Linked DNA regions of Columba livia: region 1 is linked to region 2. Evidence: chromatin contacts called from public Hi-C data. All regions are on one chromosome and are shown on one strand. The core of a region is the stretch at or near the end of the contact, and the rest is flanking DNA. Distances in the headings are between cores, read along the strand shown.

Evidence for each region. A called contact is a pair of places that touch in the nucleus more often than the background predicts.
Region 1: a Hi-C map of crop shows a contact between it and region 2, with 2.6 times the contacts expected there. The contact joins two enhancer-like sites. A contact is called at or near these places in 2 of 2 Hi-C or Micro-C datasets (crop and liver).

What each region holds. Positions count from the first base shown.
Region 1 is chr10:1,920,127-1,927,904 of bColLiv1.pat.W.v2, forward strand. All of the region lies in intron 3 of IQSEC1 (IQ motif and Sec7 domain ArfGEF 1), which reads right to left. It overlaps LOC135580434 (a long non-coding RNA gene), which reads right to left. Exons shown (of 2, transcript XR_010474983.1): 2 at 1-7,778. Among named protein-coding and RNA genes, the nearest start is that of IQSEC1, 160 kb to the right of the region's middle. Within about 2 kb of position 6,050, at least 1 of the 3 cell types and tissues checked has an H3K27ac peak away from gene starts, as active enhancers do.
Region 2 is chr10:1,845,226-1,852,588 of bColLiv1.pat.W.v2, forward strand. The region is part of intron 4 of IQSEC1 (IQ motif and Sec7 domain ArfGEF 1); the gene reads right to left. Among named protein-coding and RNA genes, the nearest start is that of ACAD9, 92 kb to the left of the region's middle. Within about 2 kb of position 3,791, at least 1 of the 3 cell types and tissues checked has an H3K27ac peak away from gene starts, as active enhancers do.

The DNA of each region.
Region 1 (7,778 bases), core at 4,800-7,299, 77 kb after region 2:
CCAGAATAACACCCTCCCACAGAAACAAAACTGGAAATGATATTCCAGCCATTACACTGGCCATCACATAAAATCAGCTCTTTATACTCTGCGTGAACTTGCTGGAAGTCACTCCTATGAGCAGTGATGGGATTCCAGGCAGCCTGACCGGACACCCAGCACACATTGGCTGCACCATTGCTGAGCATCACACACTGCACGGCACCGCGGCAGCTTCAGAATGCCGCACTTCAACACAGAGAGCTGGAACATCTTCAGCCTGCCCCCTTTTAATTAGTCGCTGAGTGACAAACCACCAAAGCACTCACAATATGGTGAAGTTACTTAACAGAATTAGAACTTGTAAGGTAACATTGGCGTTAATTTTAGTCTCTCACATCTAAATTCTGCCCAGTAATGCAGTGCCCCCACTAGTGGAGCCTGGCTGTGCCCAGAGATCTGCCCCGCCGGCACGGAGGGCACATTCCAAAAAAGACTCCAAAGAGCCCTGAGCCAAAGAGCCCCAGTGGCTGGCAGTTCAGCACTGGCTCTTGTTATGCAGCCCTTTGCCTCACGTCCCAAACAAATGGCCCTTAAGGAACAAGCTGTGGGAAATTCTAATTTGAATATCACAGACCAGAAACTAATGAAGAGATTGAGCTCCTCCCAGAAACGAGGAGGCATCTGACGGATACATGGCTGGAAGCTCTGCTGCGGTGTCTTTTCTGGCTGGAGAATCATTTGTCAGCCATGCAGCTGTACCCTGCATTAATTAGCGCAATGCAAGTGAATCAAGATATCTTCAAGAACTGAAGGCAGACATGTATAACAGCATGCTGCCTTACTCTTCCTGTCTATTGACCTTGGCAAGGCCATGGACCACTGTCTGAGACAAGATACTGGCCTGGACGGATGATTTTCTCATGTGGGATGGCTCTTCTGAGTCACGGTTGCCACCAACTCATGACCCTGGTGTTGTTGAGGTCTCTGGGGTCCCGCTGCAATCTCACAACAGGGATGCTGCTCCTGGAAACCTGCGCTGCTCCCGGCAGCGACGTCCACACCGGGATTCAATTCAGAAAAGGCGTCTCATGACTGGCTGGCTGAACCGCGCAGAACAGCCCAACCGCAGGGGCTGCCGCGGAACTGCGTGGGTAAGTAGGCCAGGACTAATCACTCAGTTGATATCAGGCATTGGAACAAAACCTGAAAATATAGTTCAAATTAAGCCTGTCTTTCAGATATAGCTTTACTGACATAACGGGCAGTGCTCACATACAAAAAGGCAGCATTCAGAAGGAAGGACTAGAAATTTTAAAGAATACCATTGAAATTCCTGCTTCTAATTTTCTCTTTTCATACTTTGTGTTCCAAATATTTTAATGAACCTTTTAGACAGCAGAGTACTTAAATACATGTTCAATGCTGCTCTTCGAAATAAAAAGCTCTCCTGACTCGGGGTCTGAATGACTCCGATTCCTGAGCAGAGTTGCGCTGGCTCTGGAGGTTTTGCGCATGGAAAGCCCGTCCTGCCTGTTCAAGGAGTTCAGCTCATTGTCCCAGGTCTACCAGCTGAAGCTGGATTACAAACCTAAGCAGGCAACTGATTGTTCAGAAAAACAACTGATCGATGGGAGATTTTTGTTGGATCTCTTCCAGACACCACACGGTGCAGTGACCAAAAGGTTTGCTTCAAAGCCAGAAACAGATCAGAGGAAAACAAGAGCTTTAGGAAAACTCTGACCACATTTTTCTACTTGGCATACTAGAAATGTAACTGAATTTTATTTGAGCCCTGTGCAACCTATAGACACAAGCTTGCTTTCTTTTTTCCTCCCTGAGGAGGCTTCTCTTTGCCTCCCGGGGTTCTGCCGTGATTCCAGGACTGTTCAGCACAGAAGAATGCCCAAACACCTCGTTTTATAACATGCTTTCCAAATAAAAATACAATCACAGTATCTCAAAGAGATTTTAAATCTATAAGAAAAGCAATATCTAGGAAATATCTAGAGAAAATAGTCAGATTAGGAAGCTGAGTTGGCTTTATTAATTTGAGAATGCTGTGCAAAAGTAAAACTGAATTTCTGTACAGAGGCAACAGAAGTATATTAAACTCAGTTCATACTTACAAAGTTGGGGCCTGGATTCCTAGAGCAACTGGCAAGAGTAACAATGGGGGACGTGGAGAAGTTTATATTTCAAGAAGTGCTCTAACTTCAGTTTTGTAGTAACACACTGTACAGTGGAAGATGTTATTTGACAAATTCATTTGAAAGAACTCCCTCCAGCTGCATTAACTCCAGCGATAACACGTAAAGGCCAATGGCCCTGCTGTTTCAGACTCTCCGCCACTCTGCCATACGAAGCAGCTTCAGAGCTCACACCGATCCCGCGTGCCCTGTTTTTAGGCACCCCAGCCTTCTACCGGGTTTTCCAAAGGAAAGTCAGTCAGCATTGTTTTTCAAGGTGACGTCTTGCCAGAAGAACCGATTTCATACTAAAACATCGCAGTGATGCAGTCTGGGGTTTGTTAGAAGTAAAGCCTATTATTTAAATGCCACTTATTCCCAGAGTTCCATGAAGATCAGATGTTTATTAACAAGCTTCACTACTATTTGCAGCTCGAGTTTAGAGCCATGAAAACAACCCCAGCCATACATACAACATGGGAATTGAGGTTTTCCAAAGAAGGAAAAGGAATTGTGTTGCTGATAGCAGCAGCCAATTGTATATAATTCAATTTGAAGACATTAAAGTTTCGAGATCTATGTTTAATCCTCCGTGAGGCAAAGGTCCAGCATGTTAATGTAATTTGAGAACTGAAGTGTTTGAAAACATCTTGTTTAATAATATGGCTGGACAAACTGACTCTCCATTCAAACTTCTCATCTTTGTCTGTTGTGGCCAGAAGCAGCTGCCTTTCCTTTTTTGTTTGCGGATCATCTGCAAGGACAGCGCTGTTCCTGAGAGTCACAAATCTGAAACCGCTTCAACATTATGTGTAAGGTTTCTTGATTACTGCGAATTAAGCACTTGGAGTAACCAAGTCAGGCACACTGCTGTCCTGTGTGTGACTGCTCACCCAGGGTAAGAAAATCCTCCCACAGGGAGAAAGCCCAGAAGCTTCAGTAGACACCAGGACACTCTCTGCACAAGTCCCCAAACCAGTATCCACCCAGGTACCACAAAGATCTAAATTCTACAAGTGTCCTTGCATGGCATTTCAGAATACTTGACTGAAAAATAACAGAAAACAAAGGCTGTTGAGTAAACCTAAAATGGAATGGTTAATTTAAAATGTGTTTGGATATCATGTGTCCTTTTGAGAGCTATATAGTGAGAGTACTGCCCTCCTCAAGCAGCCAGCAGCAGCTCTGTGCAAGCGTCATACAGCAAAGCAAAAAAACAATCATTGAATGTGAAAATTAACACACCAAACTGGCCCCATTACATTATATCCTAAGAGCAGAGACTTACAACTTCATCCGTGAACACAGAGACCATTCCTGTTGGGTATATCTCCTTTATACATACTTAACATTACGATTGCAGACAGTTCAAAGCCTAAAAGACCTGTTGGTGTGGAGCAGTACGTGGCTGCAGCACAGGACTGGTTCACCGGCAGACTTTGCTCCACTCTTCATCTTAGTTTCTAGAGAAACAATTTGTTTCTCATCCTCACATCAGCAGATTTTAAATCCACAGTTCAGAACAAGCGCTCTGAGAGTCTGCAGCTGAAGTACTTCTGTGTGTGACCATATGCTGCAGGCACCTCCCTACAGTCCTCAGGCTGCAAACGTTACATATGTACAGGAAAACAAACGGCTCCAAGGAGCATCTTTCCCCGCACACACCTGCAGGCAGCTCGAGCCACAGTCTGTGCTGCCAGAAGCTCATTTCTCATGTACCACGACAAAGCTCGTCAAAGCTGCCCAGAAACATCGGGATTACAATTTCAGAATTCATCTCACTTTAAACCTACCTCAACACATGCACTTCCAATCAATGATTATTTCTCTGCATGTCAGTGATATTTTTCTTTGATTACCTAGCATTTAAGAAGCAGCAGCAGATGACAAGATAGATACTATAGATCAATATGTGTGCCCCTTTTGTTTCCCAGGAAATGTAACTGAATGACACAAGCTGTTAAATGGATTCAAAGTCCTGTGATCAATGTGCTGTTTCCCTATTACTCAGTAAAGCGGAATCTATTCTATTGATTTCATAATTTCTGAAAGAAAATGGATGGAGGTATCCACATAAGCAGATGCAATGATTTAAATTGTAGTGCATCAGTCTGTCAGAGGTTATGATGCTTCTTCTAAACATGGAAAACGACCTTTTTATCACTACACATGTCCAGTAAATGTTTTAGTAATTCTGCTCCTTCTGTAGGCTATGAACCTACTGAACTGAAAACGGGCTCAGATTTTTAAAAAAGCATCATTGTTTTCTGGAAGAAAAGGCTTACAAATTTAAGTTAAATATAATAACGTGCAACTAGCAAACTACTACACTACAGAACTGGAAACCAAGCACTACTGGAGCTCCGTCAGCATGTCTGTGGCAAAACAATGAAGAGAGGGGTTAGCGGCGCACGTGTTGGAAGCGGGACGGGAAGCTACAGAGCAGCCTCGGCCATAGGAAGGACGCAGGATTTTCCAGTTAACTGGCAGTTTACATTGCTCACGTGTGCTGAGTGAATTGAGAGGCATTGTAAACATACCTGAGAATCTGAGACAGTGCCAAAGGGATCCCGCATGGGCGCCGGGTTCCAGCCGGGCAGACACAGGACCACGGCGCAGGGCTCTGCACTGGCCCCATCCGCAGTGGCTCTTGTCCAACAGTTAGAAACTTTAGGGGGTATGCGAACACCAGAGTGTATAAGTTCCATATTTTTAAAATATATATTTTGTATATTTGTGTGCGAATATACATATGCATGCATACATTTATATAGAATAAATAAAAATCAAATTTACTGTAATAAGAATTTTCACTACCCTGACTTTCCATAACAAAAGGAGCCAGTTGAAATCACAATAAGATGACCACATGCTTTACATAACTTCAGAGTTCAAAAGTGATTGCCATATCCATTCTAAGTTCCAAACAGTGCTTCCAGCAGGGCAGTTCGGGGTACTTCTGTACCCACGGGAGCTAGTACAGCGTCAATGCAAACCAAGAAATCAGACCGTGCAGTGCCAGATGCGTCTGAGAGGGCCAAAGGTTCTGAGTGCCATCTGGGTAGAGCTGTATCTGGAGAACAGCCATACTTGGGAGACTGCTGTATATCTGTCTGCATCTGTATATACACACACGATGCTGTGAAATGGTTTTAGAAAAGCCCTCAAAACACAAAACATGGAAAGAAATTGTCAAAGTACCTAAAGCGGGTAAGCTTTAAATGAATCTTCCCCATTCTTCAATTTCACACTTATTACCCAAAGACTATTATAGCATTTAACTTTTCAGTACCAGAGAATTCACTGAAACAAACAACTGGCAGACACTTGCACATCTGGCTAGAGCTGGCAGCACTTCGTCTACACTGCAGCCTCCACTGCTGCGTCTTGTACCACTCCAGGTTCGGACAGATAAAGCATCTTACATGAAGACTAATGAAAATTGCCTCCCAGATTTCTCCATTCTCATGGCTAAGCCAACGAGGGACTTCCTCAAGCTGGCCTAGGTTTTGTGGCTGTGACAAGCACCTAATGAAACATGAAAGCAAAGCTCAGGATTCATTTTGCCTCCTCTGCAATGAAGCGATAGGGTTCCTGCTGCTCCACTTACACACCTACAGCTCTGTTTCCCTTGTTGGCTCTTTGATCATCATTAAGTCTTTGATGCAAAATGTTAAATGAGTTGACGATGCCTATTAGTCATTTTCGGTTTTATTTTATAAAGCAGTGGCTATTTTCTTGTCTTGAAGCACTAAAGTTAACTAAGCAATTTGCAGGGAGAGCTACTACTGTTCATGTGGTGGCAAAAAGAAACATTTTCATTAAGCTTCCCAAAATCAAGAAGAAAATACATTTTTAAAAGAGCCTTCAATAATAAAGCAGAAGACATGTCTCTGCAGGCTCCAGAATTGCTGAATGGCGGTGGAGAGCACCTCGATTTCACGCTGAACCCCAGAGCCCCAGGAGCAATCTGGAGGCTTCCGCAGGCAGCTGAGAGCTTGCCCGCTAACAAAGAACAACGGCGAGCAAAATGGCTTGAATCACACACCTCGTGACCGAGCTGCAAACAAACTTGTTTGTCAGAAACATCTGCTGCACGGCAGAGCCGGAGCTGTGGGCTGCCTGCCCGTTCCCCGCACTGTCACGTGTCACCTGGTTCATAATGCTGCTTGTGGGATTACCAAAGAAAATTATTTGAGCAACATTTCCTGACTGAGATTAATTATCTGCGCTACACCAGCCCCTGGCAAAATCTTGTTATAAAATATCAATTACAACTAAGTGAATTCTCCATAAAGATGAATTTAATTGAGGGAAAGAGCAAGATAGATTGCAATTCTACCTGATTTTCAGGTGTGCAATGCTCCAGTGATTGGCTAGGAAAGAAAAAACGCAGAGGGGAACGTGATGTGGCATAATTTACTCAGAAAAAAAGAATGCTTACATAAATGGATCATAAATTGTGTTGATTATCTGCATTTTCCTACAAATGCATCAACCAAAAATCACTAAAGGTCAAAGAGAGTACAAATAACAACTAAAAAACAAACCCAAAGAACTCTAATGGGTGTGGAAACAAAAGCATTTGCTTTGAAACACTTGAAGTTAGCAAGGGACATATTTTTCATTAATAATACTTTGTGTACAATTTTTCCCTTGAATATGGAAATAAACGTAACTGTAGGAAGAAATGGGCTTTGGTTATTTGAAATTTCAGCTGCTCAGCTGGTTTAGTAAATACAGGTAGTTATTTTCAGATTTTCTAATAACTTAGCCCCAGCTCTAACGGGAAAACAGCAACACCCATATTTTATAGCAATGACTAAGGTAAAACATTAATTGCAGATCAAGCTGTTAGCTGAGCATGAAGCAGCCGTACTGAGCAGGATCTTGGAGACCTCCCACCCTTATTAGCACCTTTATTTAATGAAGCATTCTTTAATGAGTACCCAGATGTTTGCTATACACTTACTATGCAAACTAAAACATATTAGCTGTACAGATACTGTTTCCTTCTGACCATGTACACATTCTGGTGTGAAAAACAGAGATAACTCACTCCGAGTCCCTCCCACCCCCAAGAAAGGCTCCAAAGCCTCTGTTCAGGGTCAGTAAATGAACATCTGTGTGTTCCAGGGTGGAAACCCAACGGCAGCAGCACCGAGTCACGAAAGATCAGCAAGCAGCAGAGAACAGAAGGCCGGACTTGATCCAGACATAAGCAGGAAAACTACCTCTCAACTCACTGGGTGTTGTTTCTCCTTGTGGATTGACTCAAGTTCTGTCTCCCCTTTATCCTTTTTGTGAGAACATCGGCCTCAGGGATCCCCTGGTCACAGGCTGGAACCGGCGCCTACGAGCTCGGAGTTCCCCCCTGCACATTCAGGTAAATGCTGCGGAGGGGAAGGAGGGACCAGTGTCCTCAGCGGCAAGACGGGAGGGGGATCAATCCCATGGAGTTCCTGGCCCGGCCGGAGCAACCGCTGGGCACCTTTGGGAACTTCAAAGAGAATATGAAACATACCTGCACATGAGCAAAAAAGTGCATCAAGCCAAATGCCCTGTAAATACAGGTGTGGTACCCTTAAATGAATTCTTATAATTAATTCA
Region 2 (7,363 bases), core at 2,541-5,040:
TACTCTAATCAAGAGGCCAGACAAAAATGAGCATCGTGCTGAAAATTAAGTCTTCCTGGCTCGAATTTAAGATGTGATTTTTGTTACGTTTTATTTATACACCAATAGTTTGAGCATGTAGCCATCTTTTGACAGCTTCCTCTGCACCATTCGCTCTATTTGGACCTCAGTGGGCTCATTAGAACTGAGTCACCCATGCTGCCAATACAACAGTTCTAGAAACCTGCTTATGTTTTCTTTGTCGTGTTCGAACACCAGGAGGCTGTTAGCTGATCTTGCTGCTGCAGACAGTTTTGAACTACTATTGCACGGGCTCAACCAGCAGGAACATCTTCTTCACTTAGTCTCCTGAGTCTATTTCAATGGTACCAATAATTGGAGTTTCCAATTAATTTTCCAGTTAATTACAATTTATGATAAAAAGCTCAATATGGATGTATACTTTTGTTCTGCAGTATGGGAAGACTGGTGTATAAACAATCCAAGCAGCCTTGTAAATTGAACCAAGCAAGAAAATACCGTAACTCCTCAAGTAGGATAATAATACCACGTAGCTGACAGTAAACAGAATAACCTCAGAGGCCTGAGACAGGTGTTGAAAACAGCTGGAACAAAGCCCCTGCTGAAGCAGCTCTGTGTTTCTACACAGCTCCTATAAGAAAACTCTAGGAGATACAACTTACTCACCTTTGCCAGATGGAAGCAGAAAGAAATTCAGCTTTGAGAAACACGCCTATCCCCGCTTCTTTCTGCTCATGTACATCTGGTATTTCAGATTAAAATACCCAGCCAAGTAGCCTGGGTATTATTTCACCTGACACTGCTAAAGAGCATCTAGGTCAGTGTGCACAGAGAGCCGGAGCTTCCCCCATGTCAGCGCTTGACACTCGGCTGCCTCGGAACCGTTTCTCCCGTGCTCTCTCATTAAGGTGTCATTTTCCCATCCGAGAGAACTTCACAGCAGGCGACACACTGTGCGTTCTGCTTCAGTTGTGTGGTTGGAGAAAAGTAGAAGGCTACCAATATTTACTTAGGAAAATGGTTTTCCCCCAATCTCTCAGGCCCATCTTGCTAGGACTCCCTGCACAATCCCTGTCAGAAGGGCCAGGGAAGGTGCCTCCTTTGCACGGACAAATGTGCATCGCAACCATCTTTAGGTACTTTGTCTTATCCTAAGTTGCAAAGAGTATTCTGGGTCTACAAATACACATATGGATAAACAAGACAGGCATTGTTTAGGGCATGGAACAGCAGGAACATTATTAGTAGTGGTGTTTTTCCAATATGGTTCATTTCAGAGTTACTCTTGATTTAGAGATGAATAATGAAACAGGTGAGCGTCTTATCAAAGCAGAAGCATATGAAATGGAGAAACAGTGCAAAATGAGACAAAAATATAGCAAATGTATTCAAACCATATCCAATACTTGCATAAAACTTCATAGTTCGGCTGAAACTGGAATGGCTCTTATCAACAACTGGCTGAGTATCCCAACCAATGAGATATACAAGAACTGTGTTATTTTGTTCATATTTTCTAAAGCACAGAAAGAAAATAGTGACTTTAAGGTTAGTAAACGCATCACATTTTCATTATTTTGTTTCTTCTATGTGTAGTAAAACCTAATATTTTTTTTACTGCATGTTCTAAATCAGATTTTACATTCGTTATATTAAGGTACTCTGTAAGAAAGTATAATATCTACATTAATACCTTAAATGCAAGTGCATTTTGTAGAAGAATTTATAAACAAACAAGATAAAATTTACAAGTGCAAAAGACATCATTTACAGCTACAGATGTTTAATTCTGAGGGAACGGGAATAACATTTTCATATTCATGCGAGTCATAAGCTATATCGAAAGACTACTTAGGTACAAAGTGTTAAAATAACAGGACAAACCATTTTTGATCTGAGGTGATTCAAACGCTATTTTTGCTATTGTTTCTAGTCTCAGCTCAATATATGACTTTTAGGTCCAAACTATCTATTTGGTGTTGGTAGGCACCTGCATTTGATCATCCTGGCCCAGGAACTGGGGCTCTCCTGTTCCTGCAAGGCCAACGGAGGCCAAGAGCACGACCCTCCTCTGAGGGGTGACCTGGAAATAGAATCCCAGAATCCCAGAATGTCAGGGGTTGAAGGGCCCTGGAAAGCTCATCCAGTGCAATCCCCCCATGGAGCAGGAACACCCAGATGAGGTTACACAGGAAGGTGTCCAGGCGGGTTGGAATGTCTGCACAGAAGGAGACTCCACAACCCCCCTGGGCAGCCTGGGTCCCCCTTCTAACCCACCCCAGGTACCATTGGCCTTCCTGGCCACAAGGGCCCAGTGCTGGCTCATGGTCACCCTGCTGTCCCCAGGACCCCCAGGTCCCTTTCCCTACGCTGCTCTCTAATAGGTCATTCCCCAACTTACACTGGAACCTGGGGTTGTTCCTGCCCAGATTCAAGACTCTGCACTTGCTCTTGTTATATTTCATTAAATTTTTCCCCGCCCAGCTCTCCAGCCTGTCCAGGTCTCTGATGGCAGCACAGCTTCCAGTGTCAGCCACTCCTCCCAGCTCGGTGTCATCAGCAAACTTGCTGACAGTCACTCTGTTCCCTCATCCATATCATTGATGAATATATTGAATAATACCGGCCCAGCACTGCCCCCTGAGGCACTGCACTGGATACAGGCCTCAACTGGACTCTGCCCCATTGACCACGGCTCTCTGGCTTCTTCCCTTCACAGTCCACCTCACTACTCGGTTGTCCAGACCACACTCCCTCAGTTTAGCAATTACCCCAATAGTTTAATTTCCCACTTCTAGATCACTGAAACACTTGGGAAAAGGACAAATGGAAAATGGGAAGACTCACGAGCATCAGATTTCCAAACAACAGCCTCACCTGGAGCGTTCTTCCTCCTGCACACCATCACTGGAATTATACACTCCAATCTGAGAAACGCATACATGTTTTTCTGTATGGTTAACTTTATTGACATATGCAGCACCAAGTCCCCAGACTACACATGTATACTACCAAACCCGTACACAATAAAACAGGACCACAGTCAGAATGAGCCACAAGAGTTTTGCCTTCGTGTTCACCACAGCTCAAACCACGCTGTCCCACATCGAATAAACCAGGAAAACTAGTTCCAAGTAATCCATTTTCACTTCCAAGATCCACCAAAGATATTAACTTAATGGGAATAAAGAATCTGTCACTTAGGGACAGAATTTCCTTGTCCGTACATCGCACAAAACATAATTCCACGCCATCCTGCCACAGGCCAATGCAGAGCAGCATCCCTGACGTGATGAGGGACTGGGAGAAAAGTCCCTTTGGTGATGAAGAGGTATGAAATGAGGCAGATTATCAGGTTAGCAGTCACTCAAAGTCAACGTTTTGAATGTAAAGGTATGCCAATAAGCACTAAAAAAGTAACTCCTTAAGAAAACTATTCCAGCATGGCATGGATAACTAAAGTAACTAATTCATAATCACCTTGCAAGGACTACCTATTTCTTCATTCTAACCAGCAGGAGGCATGCTTTGTGGGGCTTTATTTGGTTTATGGTTTGTTTTCCCCCAAATCTCCTTTGCATCTGTCACTTAACATACAACTTAAGAAATAACAGCGTGGAAAGAAGAACGTAGCACCAAAGCAAGAGCCACTACAGGCTGTGACACAAAGCATTTAAGAGGAAACGGGACTAAAGAAAATTCTTCCGTGTAATCAACCTGCCATTCTCTGCCTAGGCCGACTCCTGTATCATCAGCAGTAAATACCTGCTGATTTGACAGATAATCATCCTGTCATCTCCCCTCCATCAACAAATTCTCTTCAGATATTTTCCAAACCAGTAAATAAACAACAACATAACAACCTAATTCTCAGGTATAAACATGCAGGTGAGTGGAAGATGAACTGCATAGTGTGCTATTAAAGTCTTTAAGTAGAATTTACAGTTAATTGCCTTTCACTGTGGAGAATAAAAAGCCCCCCCTTCCCCCCAGCTCTGTGAGAGCTCTCCCAGACTGCCGCTGCTCGCTCAGGCAGCATCAGGCCACTGAGAACATCATGGTCAGCAATGGCAGCTCAGCAGAAATGCTCCGGTTTAGCATTTTTCTTTGCTGCAGGCTGACAGTTAAAGACTCAAAGCTTCATGTCTCCTGATTCTCATTAAACGCTCATGTGCTGTCGTAATTACAACATAACATCAGAGAGGCCTTGCAGTCCTTTTGCAACTCCAAAAGGCAGCTTAGCCATTGGATTTCACCAACAGAACTGAAATAGGCGGGAGTGGTGCTTTAACAAACATATTCATTGCAGAATATTAAGACTGTACTTAGAAGGTGATGCATTATTCACACCCCAGAATGCAGCTGACTGTTTTCCTCTTGTCATTTCATCCCCACGCCAAACGCCGTGTTGTTTACTCCGGGGTCGAGAAACTGCTGGAGCAACGGGGAACCCTCTTGGCCCTGCATTGCCCATGGCGTTATGCTTAAATCTTTAAAGAGTAAATAGCCCTTTATTGATTAAATTACATTTAAAAACAGTATTTTAGTTCCTTGATTTTGTGTGTGTACACCTAGTTTTACAGACAGGCACAATACATCTTTTAGTTCTACGAAATGTACTTGCTCTCAAACCCAAGGGTGAGGCAAATGAGGCAGCAGTGCAGGGTGGGATGCGACAGCATTTTTAAATTATGCTTCAATTGACTCGAGAGCAGGGTGTGAAACAGTGTCCTTACCAACAGCTGGAAGGTCTTCTTTAATTAATTCCAAAGGAAAAACATTTACTTTGGAATTTTCACTTAAGCAGGTGCCCAAAATGCTGCTGTGCACAGTGTAAACTGTTATGTGCTCTCCATGATAACAGAGAGACAGCAGTAATTTGTGTTGTGTATCTTCCCATTTCAGGTCACACACCGCAGGGACTGTTGGGCTATTTTTAGAAATGCACTTATGCTAACATATTCTGGTTTACCCCATGTGTCTGTACACAAATATCTTCCAGCTCTCAACAGCTCTTCACCTGTATCAGTTGTCATTACTCCAGGTCGGCCTTATCTTCAGGTCAAGTTTCCTACGGTAATAACTACGTCCCACTTTCCATAGCAGTTCTATATCGGTAACCTGCTTCCATTGCCTTTAAAACAAGCTGTAAAAATGCATTTAAAAGCCCTCACTTCAAATTTATTTACACAGTGTGGATATATAGACTAGAATAAAAACTGGGCAAGTTCTCATCTCAGCTGCTTTCTGAAAGAAACAATAAAACTGCCCAGTCCCCAGTGTGACACTACCTCGTTTTCTTGGTGATATTCTGTCCAGGTTGCACTCCTGTTTTCACAGCCCAGCACAGTAAGGACCAGCTGGTTCGGGGTACAGGCATTGCCACATGTCAGCCTATCCAGAAAAGAGCCATCTTGAGTAAAACTGAAATCTCTTCTACTCTTTGCCCTGACCCTCCACCCCTCCCCAGTGAAATAAACTCTGTGGGAGACACCTCATCATGTAGGGGAAGAAAGCTTCCATTTCTGCTTCAAAAGTCGTTCTCGGCCCTCCTCTCTTCTTTGTACCTGCTCTATCTTACTGCGCCAAGAAAGGAAGAAAAGGGAGAATTCAGCTACCCATCAAGAGCTAAGGTATCACTTGTGAAAGAGGGCGGCCCTTTTAGCGGGGCCTGTTGCAACAGGACAAGGGGTGATGGTTTTAAAGTAAAGGAGGGAGATTCAGGCTGGACATAAGGAAGAAATCCTTGGCCCTGAGGGTGGTGAGAGCCTGGCCCAGGTTGGCCAGAGAGGTGGTGGATGAACCATCCCTGGAGACATCCCAGGCCAGGCTGGACGGGGCTCTGAGCAACCTGAGCTGGTGAAGATGTCCCTGCTCATGGCAGGGGTGGCACTGGGGAGCTGGGGAGGTCCCTTCAATGCAAAACTATTCTGTGATTCTATGATATGAACTGGGAGACATGGAGCATGTCCTGGGTGTCCAAAGCAAACCTGCACACACCCTAACCCACCGTGGCATGCTCCCAGCCCAACACGTGTGTGCTTCTGAACCGCTGGGTCTGACCTGCCTGGAGAGGCTGCCGGGGATGCTCTCAGAGGCAGTTTGGAGGACTCCTCCAAGCCAGGCGCTCGCTTGGAGCTTGTCCTGCAACAGGCCCACAAACAGTTTATTCAGCGCAGTCCTGAGGATCGGGCTTGTTCAGCCGGACACTCGACGCTCAATCCTCGGCAGGCACCACGGCGGGGTGAAGGCGTTCCTCGGGTTTGCTGGCAGGAGGAATCTGCTGCCACAAGTCAACCAAATATGTGAGCTTTCACAAGACAGCATTTCCTTAGACACTCAAAATATCTATTCTCTGTTACTCACAGTAATTACGTCAGGCAACTTGGCGTTCGCTTGTCACGAAATGCCAGCTCGCTCTACGACAAACATGTAGGGTGGCATTTTAGCCCTACTGCAAATGGCAGCTCAGGGTGAGCAAGTGGCCACAGCCCAGGTGAGCGTCTGGAGGAGAGTCCCGCAGCGCTGGCCATGGGAAGGGCTCTGCCACAGGTCGCAGCAGCAGTTTGCTCTGGAGTAAAGCGACAGTCCAGCTTTCAGTGAGTAAAACCAGTGTTGTCTTGACTGCCTGCCCACATACGCACATTTAATTATTGCAGACCCACAAAAGAACTAATTATATTCCAATTTAAACTCACTCTTTCATTTCTGCCCTTTAATGTGCTGAAAAATAAAAGCATCATCAGAATGGCGGGGAGAGGCTCAGAAGCTCAGAGATGCAACCAGGCCAGGACAAAATTGTTCAGACTCCCGAGGGAATTTTAATTGCAGACGTTTTGCACAAGCTAATAAGGAATCTGTGTGCTGAGACCGCAAGAAAAAATACTCTGAGAATTCTAGTCTAAATTTATAGAATTAAAAACATGATGAACATTAAATTAGGGTTGTATCACCACTGAACATACAGCCAACAGGTCATCTCTCTTGGTGGGGGTGATCTCAACCACAAAACCCACTGCTCCACCCTATTCTGGCAAATAAAAATAAGCAGTTGTTTGGAGCATTTTATGAATATTGAAAATATATTTCCTCATAGTCTGGTTAAATATTTATTTTTTTTCCTTATAAAAATGAAAAGAGAAAGACGTTTCGTTATTAGAAAAAAATGCATTCCAAGCCCCCTAAGGATGTTACAGTGTTTGGGGACAGTTTCTGGAGCCTTATTGAGAGGGATCAAACCTGCTTTTGTCAAGTCTTGCTTCAGAAGGACTCCACATTAAGATACGCATGTATGTTGTTCTAACCAAAAGTTCCTTCCTTTTAATTTAAAGGTCCAGAAACA